Regions from separate parts of the Rattus norvegicus genome. Here region 2 is linked to region 1. The links are chromatin contacts, called in public Hi-C maps. All regions are on one chromosome and are shown on one strand. The core of a region is the stretch at or near the end of the contact, and the rest is flanking DNA. Distances in the headings are between cores, read along the strand shown. Region 1 has its middle 53 kb from the start of Eya4. Region 2 holds the start of Eya4 (EYA transcriptional coactivator and phosphatase 4).

Region 1 (3,610 bases), core at 561-3,060:
GTATCTTGGAACGAAAGCCCACTCCCATCAATATAAGCACGGAGTGGTAGCCACGTGAATGTTGTTAGAGTAAATAAGTCATTGGGTGGAGTCTAGACTATAGTTGTCTCCAGATTTTAATTATTTTGAAAATTAATTGACAAAAGAATTCATAAACATTATATTTCTGGATAAGCTTCTAAGTAATATAATTATATTATCTCATACTTTCTCCTTTTAATTTATCAGATGTTGACAATATGTTTAAAATATGCAAGCCTATTAGGTTGTTCTTTCTGTTTCTTGTTTTAAACTTTTATTACATTAATTAATTGAGAGAGAGAGAGAGAGAGAGAGAGAGAGAGAATATATGTATGTGTGGGCCGCTGTGAGCTTGTGATGTTGGAGGAGGATTTGTGGAAATTCTCTCTTCCACCCAGAGGATCCCAGGATGAATTTCAGGTCATCAGGCTGGGGCCATCACTGTCACCTGATGAGTCCTCTTGGCAGCACCTGCTCCTTTTCTTTCCAGCATAAGATCTTCCCATAGAGGTGAGGCAGGACTCAGTCCTGCCCACCTACCTCAGTTTCCTTAGTGCTGGGGTTGCAGGCCTGAGTCACCACACCCAGTTCATCCGTTCTCTTCCTTTGTTCCAGGCCACACAATAAATAAATAAATGTAGGATCCGTTCTTCAAGTTCATTGTGTGATTGCAGTATGCGAAGACAATTCACCAACGAAATAACTAGCACTTTTTAATTTTTAGATTTGCCTTTGGGTTATTGTTGTTGTTGTTGTCATTGAAGATAAAAAAAAAGAAAAAGAAAATGAGAAAAAGCAGAACCTTCCCTTCGCCAACCAGCTCCCGCTCAGAACACGCACTGTGAGTTCAGGCTCTAATTCTTCTCTACAATGGGATGAGCCCCAGGCCTGAAAACATTTGTCAAGCAACCAATAGTTAGAAAAGTTACGACATCTGTAAGAGAGGAACTCTGCCTGTCCACAGCAGTGACAGGAAATCGATGCTTATCCCACTTAGCTTAGTGGCTCTTTAGGTAGCAAACCCCAAATTTGAGGTACAAATTAGCCCCATGTTCAGCTCCCTAGCTGAACTCTAAATAATAAAGCTTCACCTTTAATTTTGAGTAAACAGAAGACAGTGGAGTATTAGTTTATAAACCCATTAAGATTTATTCTATAACAGGAGTCTATAGAAATTTGATATTAGAAAACTTTAAAATAATAATTAAATAAAACGAGCATACGAATTTGTTTGAAAAAAAATCCCAATATAGTCAATAAGCAATTAAGAATTTAGTCAAGCCAGTGAAAATGTCAATTCTCTCATTTAGGGGAGTGGAGGCATTTATACACCAAGACTCAAGAAGTCAAGCATTTCTCTTCCCCTGGAAAGCCCTTTCACCATGGGCTGGTTGAGACATCAACTTACTATCTCGGGGGATAATGTGTTCCCACATTTTGTCAATCATCTGTGTGTAGAATGACAGAGAGCTTGTAAGGCTCTGCCAAACCACAGGATGGAAAGCCAGAAAGAACTCACAAGTTACAAACTACTAGCCAGCCACTCTAGCACATTTCTATATGCTAAGAAAACATGTTCGTCCAAATATGTAGAACTGAAGCTACGCCGGTCCACCGGGTCACAGACACGCAGAACGCGGCTTCCAGATCCGGCCAGCTTCCACCGATTTATCTCCAGTGGTTTCTTGTTGCCCGAACTGGATTGAGGTGGCTTTGTTTTCCTAACTGTGCTGGGCGGCTGTTCCGCTGTACCCTTGGCAAGATATTTACTCCCTTTCTCTAGCCCATTCTCTTTGGCAATGAGAGCTGAGTCTATTTTTAGGTCCTGCCTATTCTCTTGACTGTCTCAGGCTCGGTCCTCAGAGAGGCTTGAGAGCTTCCGAACATTCCCGAACCATTCCCGTGTCTGTCTTTCCTACACCCCGAGAATTGAACTCCTTCCATTCAACACTGACTCTAGATGGGAATGGTTCCCCTTGTTATAGGTCACCAAGCTCCACAGGGTCTCTGCCCAAAACAGGATTGTTAAACACTGTATTTCTCTAGGCTTAGGAGGGAAAGTACCCAGCAGCTTCTCCAACAACTTTCTCAAAGTGAAGTAGAAATTGCTCTCAAATGCTAGTTATAAACGTGTAATCTGAACTCCAGCCACTCCGCAGGGCTGCAGAAGAATTTATGACGTGCTAAATATTTCCTTTGTTCTTCCTAGTGGTAGACTGCTGCAGCAATTAGAGGGCAGTCCACTCCACATGCAAACACCGCGTTTGCTAAAGAGTTGCTCCACAGGCCCGCGGAACAAAAAAATTTCTCGTGTGGTGCAGGATTAAGAATTTTTAATTTCCTTTCAGGGTCCAGGTCTCTGAAACATTTTCTAAACGGTTCTTCCTTCAACCCTGGTGACTTTCACTGTTCTTTATAAAGGCAGGAGAAGAGATCAAGTTGACTTCCAGAAGCCTGGATTCCCAGGCCATGACCACTGCCATCCTTTTCCCAAACCATATAAAGGTCCTTTGTACTGCTATCAGAAACACCTCTGACCTCCTCTTTCTTATTTCCATAGAAACTGACAGCCGAGTCCCATCCTTCATAAAACAGCAAGAAAACCTGCCAATATCATCCTTTAGAAGCCAGACCCAATTAACCGGCCGCAGGAGGCAGCATGGCTTCGATTAGCTCCATAGTATACATACAATAAGCTCTCGGTCATTCGCTGTGTGTGTTGACTTCAGCGCCGGGCACTGTTTTAAATGCGGTACACGCATTAATTCTATGTGTATGTTACTATTCTGCCCCCAGTCAGAACGGAAGAAATCAAAGAACAGAAAATCTACACAGCTGGCTCTGGACCACTTCGACCCGCTTAATAGGAGAGCTGGAAATGGTTCCCAAACAACCAACCGCCTAACAGAAGGGTGTGCCGTGAACTTCCCGCACAATCCAGCAAAGTTGCCGAGCTTCTCAGGGCCACACGCTCGCCATCAATAAAATGGGATTATCGTTGTACTCACGTTACAGGGGTTGCAAGGAGGTTAAATGAATAATACATTAGCACTTAGAACAATTCCAGGCAGATGGAACCGTTAATAATCCACGCTAGGGGGTCTAGAGAGGTGACTGGGCGGTTGAGGCGGTACATTGCTCTTGTAGAGGATCTGAGTTCAGTGTTCAGTTTCCAGTTCCCGTGTAAGGTGGTTCACAACGACTTATAACTCCAGACTGGGAGGATCCTGCCTTTCTTGCTTTCTTGGGCACCTGCATTCATGTGTGTTAAGCCCACAAAGTCACACAAGCATACATGTAATGAAAATAATAAAATAAACCTAAATAGAGTTCATACCAGTTTTCTCCCAAGCAAGCCTTAATACAAGGGAAAAAGCCAATGTGTGGTGATGATACTGAGGAGACCAGAGAGGGCTTCACCCTCCATCCTGACATGTGTGTGTTTCAGTTTCACAGAGACGAAAGCGTCACATAGACAAGAAGGCAGTATAATGCCTGAAATAATACAAATTTAATGATTTCCTCCAAAGTTGGGATTATAACGCAAAGGTTGTAGATGCCACCTTTCAGTGGGTAAGGACTGTGTTTG
Region 2 (3,610 bases), core at 669-3,168, 53 kb after region 1:
ATTTGGTAACAGTGACCTGAAGACTTGGGATTACTGTTCAAACTCTCAGTTGTGGACTGAGCACAGGTCGATTTATTTCACTTCTGGAAGGCAACTGTGCAGTATACGCATAGTGATTGATTAAGAAGCTGAATAATTAGTACTTTATGAATAATTCAGAGGTTTCTGAGAGACAGCTGCAAATGTATTCTTAGGAATGTATTTGTATATATGGATAAGAAGTTGTGAGGGAGAAAAATACCCTTGACTCTGAGGTTAGTGGGCTGAAATGTTTACCTTGGAAGACAGCAAGGATGAGTAGCTTGGTCTTCCTGTGGTTTCCCCACACAACTGGAAAAGGGATTCTGCCTGAGCCTATTGTCTACCTGCTTACCTGCAGATCTAGAACCCCTTTTGTAAGGAGAATGGAAGGAGGACTTAAGTTGAGGGGATGCTGAACTCGAGAGGAAAGGCTGATATTGGGTCGTTATTAAAAGAAGACAGCTAGGAAACAGACTGCCTCTTTTCCCCCAATAATTTGTTAGACTATCAAATGGATTTAAATATGAATCTTTTCCACCCTTTTAAGAGATAAAAGCAACATATGAAGTCCTGTACCAAAAAGAAATGGGTGCTCCCTAGCTTTTGAGGAGACTGCTACTGTAGTCAGTCCCTTCTGAGTTCCAACACAGCATTTGCTGTATTCATGGAGGATTCAGAACTAAGGGACTCATTGTTATTGTCACTTATTTGAACCACCAGCATGCATAGTGTATCAGAAAGAATGACTGCTTTCGTGACAAGCACAACTACTGAATGCATTGTAGAGGCTAAAAGTATAGATTGTGACTTATTTGAATAGCAGCTTTGTCATTTGGAGCCAAGTTACACCAAAATCAAACAAACAACAACAGACCACTTTGAGCTATGAATTGGAGACAGTAAAATGAATGAGGTCTCCTTGTTGCTGTTGTCCCTTGAGTATATACTAACTTGTGCTTCTCTTTAACCCACCAATGCACTCTGGGTAAATTTCTCAAGGCCTCCAACCCACCCCCATAAAATCTTCCACTCAGAGAACCAGAAAAGGGTTCTGACCCTGCTCAAGCTCCCTGAAAAAGATCTGTGGGAGGAACAGCCAATAAGCAAGCAGAGAGAGAAGACTACCTTTATCAGTTTAAATTTAAAGCCCCAGCATTTTTTCCCATTTCCTCTTCATCATTGTAGACAATGCTCGGCTCATTAAAAACAAGTATTCAGTATGGATTTTCCTTTTGAACTCTAACAGGGCTCCCGTTCGTAACATAAAACCAAGCTCAAGTGAAGGATAAAATGTCTTTTTGAAAGAAATTCAGAATGTAATTTAGTTAATAAAAATATTAAAACGAAATTTTCTTCGAAGAGAAGTGATTTTTTTCATCTCTAAGGCTAAAGCAGCTTTGTGGCTAGAGATGACTCGATTCTCTTTGGGGGAAATTATTCCTACTTCTTTGGGCCTTGGTTATCTTTTATGAAGACTTAATAATTATTAGGAAATTAAACAAATACAAGGGACCAGTACAGCAACTGACAATAAATTCAAAACGAGTTAATATACATTATCAAAGTCGCAGGACAGATGTCACTGGAATAGACAATGGGATTTTAGGAAAAGGTGTTGTTATATGGAGTAAAATTTGGGGATTATCCTTGCTTTGTTCCAAGTGATATTTATATTTGTCTGTGAAAAATGAAATCCGTGGGTACAAAAGGCATGAATGGAAGGCATAGACTCAAAATGTCATTTCAGCAGTGTGCCCTGAGCAGTTCTGACTGGCCTTTGGATGTCAAGTCACTGCTGTCTGAACTTTGGGCGCCTGGGAGGGGTGCCTATAGCTGCACCCGGCCAGGAAGGGGCCCAGGCACTTCCAAGCGCTGCCTATCCACACACTCCTAACTCCTTCGTTGCTTACTTCCCCAGAAAAAAGCTCTTTCCTCAGCCCAGAGCAAGCTCCAGGCTGGTGTCCATTGGTGTTTAACTTTGTTACAAGTGGACAAGAGTCCCTTCTGCCTCCTCTCTTGGGGTAAGTGACAAGGAGTATGGCTGAGGGCCCGTAGCTCACACTGGGTAGCAGGAGAGCTATAGCTAAGTCAGGGGACTGCCGCCCAGAAGCAGGTGGGGGAACCGAGTAGCGCGGTGGCGGGCTGGTCCCTTCAGTCTAAAGGCCTCGGGGGCCAGCGCCAGGCGGGGTGGGGGCGGGGTGGGGCGGCGCAGAGGGCGCGGAGATTACCGCGGCGCCACCGGAGACTCGCGGAGCCCCGGAGGTCCCCACGCGAGACCGCAAAGAAGGCAAAAAAAAAAAAAAAGCCGATGACAACAGGCAGTGTCCCGAGATTGAATAAAAAGAGAGGGTTTCTGCGCCTGCCAAGATCCCCCGCTCTTCCGGCGGCCCGCTGCGAGGCCCCCAGCGGCCACCCTAGCCCCAGGGCGCAGGCGACGACGTCCCCCCACCTCCTATACCCCCCCTTCTCCCGCCTCTAGGCTCCGGCTCCGAGCGCAAGGGAGAGGCTGCCCGCGGCGCGGCGCACGCTCCGGCGGCTTCTGGTTTGAGCGCAAACCTTTACCCGGGTCGGCGCCCTAGAGAGGGGACGGCGTGGCGGGGACCTGCGGAGTGACGCCCGGCTACCCGGCGCGCGCGCTTTCTCTTTTCTTCTGCTTTCCCCCGGCCGCTCGGCTGCCGGGACCCTGGCTCGGCTCCTTTCGTCCTCCCCCTCGCAGCCGGCTCCCCCACCCCGCCCTGTTTCTCCCCCACTTGTGTAAGCATTTGTTGGGGGTGGCCGAAAGGGATGTCCTGTTTTCACCAGAGACACAGCGCGAAGGGAAAACTTAGACACTGGAAGGAAAGCGAGTAAATACACAGATCGGACCCGCAGATCACTGGCTGGGACAGACAATTGAACTTCGGGAGCCCGAGGCGGTCCGGGCCGCCAGAGGTGAGTGTCTTCTGTTCTTTCGACCCGGTTCCTGAAGTCCAATGGCGGGGGCGGTGTCCAGCTTTGGATGATCTCCCCCTCCCCCCAAACTGTCCCCTAGAAAGTGCTACCTAGACACTTTGTAGGGCGTGGAGGGGCTCTGGGGATGAAAGACGCGCGCAGGAGAGTGTGAGCCTTGGAGTTCTCCCCGGTGACCCCAACAGCGGAGTCCCACGACCAGGGTCGCTAGGATCTCAGTGGTGCACTTTGCCCAGGAAGACCCTCAACGACCCGAAGAACCCCTCTTGTCTGGCCCTGGGCGCAGAGGGCGCAGGATCTGAGTGAGTTTCCCCGCGTCCCGAGTGCGGATCCTACCTGCCTGCACCCTGCCCACTGTGGTCCGGGGAGCTTGCCCTGCACTCTTCCCACTCCCACCCGGTGACATTTAATACTTTGAGATGACTCGCTACAGAGAGTAAGGGTGCTGCCTCAGTGTCCCCTGGAGAGCCGTGGGCGCCTGGGTTTGTGTGAAGCCGGGCGTGCGTGTACCCAGGGGCCGAGCCCTGATCTCTGGGTATGGGTCTCAGTGGGGACCTCCTTTAATGGTTTCTATGTGGCGTGGACGAATGTCTCCTGCAGTGTGCCAGGGTCTGTGAAATTAGAGGCGCCTTGTCAGAGG

What was found. Hi-C and Micro-C count contacts between places; a contact is called where the count stands out from the background.
Region 2: a contact with region 1 is called in a Hi-C map of Schwann cells, with 4 times the contacts expected there. The contact joins the promoter of Eya4 here to the enhancer-like site in region 1. A contact is called at or near these places in 3 of 12 Hi-C or Micro-C datasets (the Rat2 cell line, Schwann cells and psoas muscle).

What each region holds. Positions count from the first base shown.
Region 1 is chr1:23,936,896-23,940,505 of GRCr8, forward strand. No RefSeq gene overlaps it. Among named protein-coding and RNA genes, the nearest start is that of Eya4, 53 kb to the right of the region's middle. Within about 2 kb of position 1,811, at least 12 of the 93 cell types and tissues checked have an H3K27ac peak or open chromatin away from gene starts, as enhancers often do. A contact at or near this core is called in Schwann cells, where this site is marked.
Region 2 is chr1:23,989,513-23,993,122 of GRCr8, forward strand. It overlaps Eya4 (EYA transcriptional coactivator and phosphatase 4), which reads left to right and starts at 1,919. Exons shown (of 20, transcript NM_001271317.1): 1 at 1,919-2,042; 2 at 2,824-2,952. LOC102554376 (a long non-coding RNA gene) reads right to left here and starts at 1,880. Exons shown (of 2, transcript XR_349895.5): 1 at 1-1,880.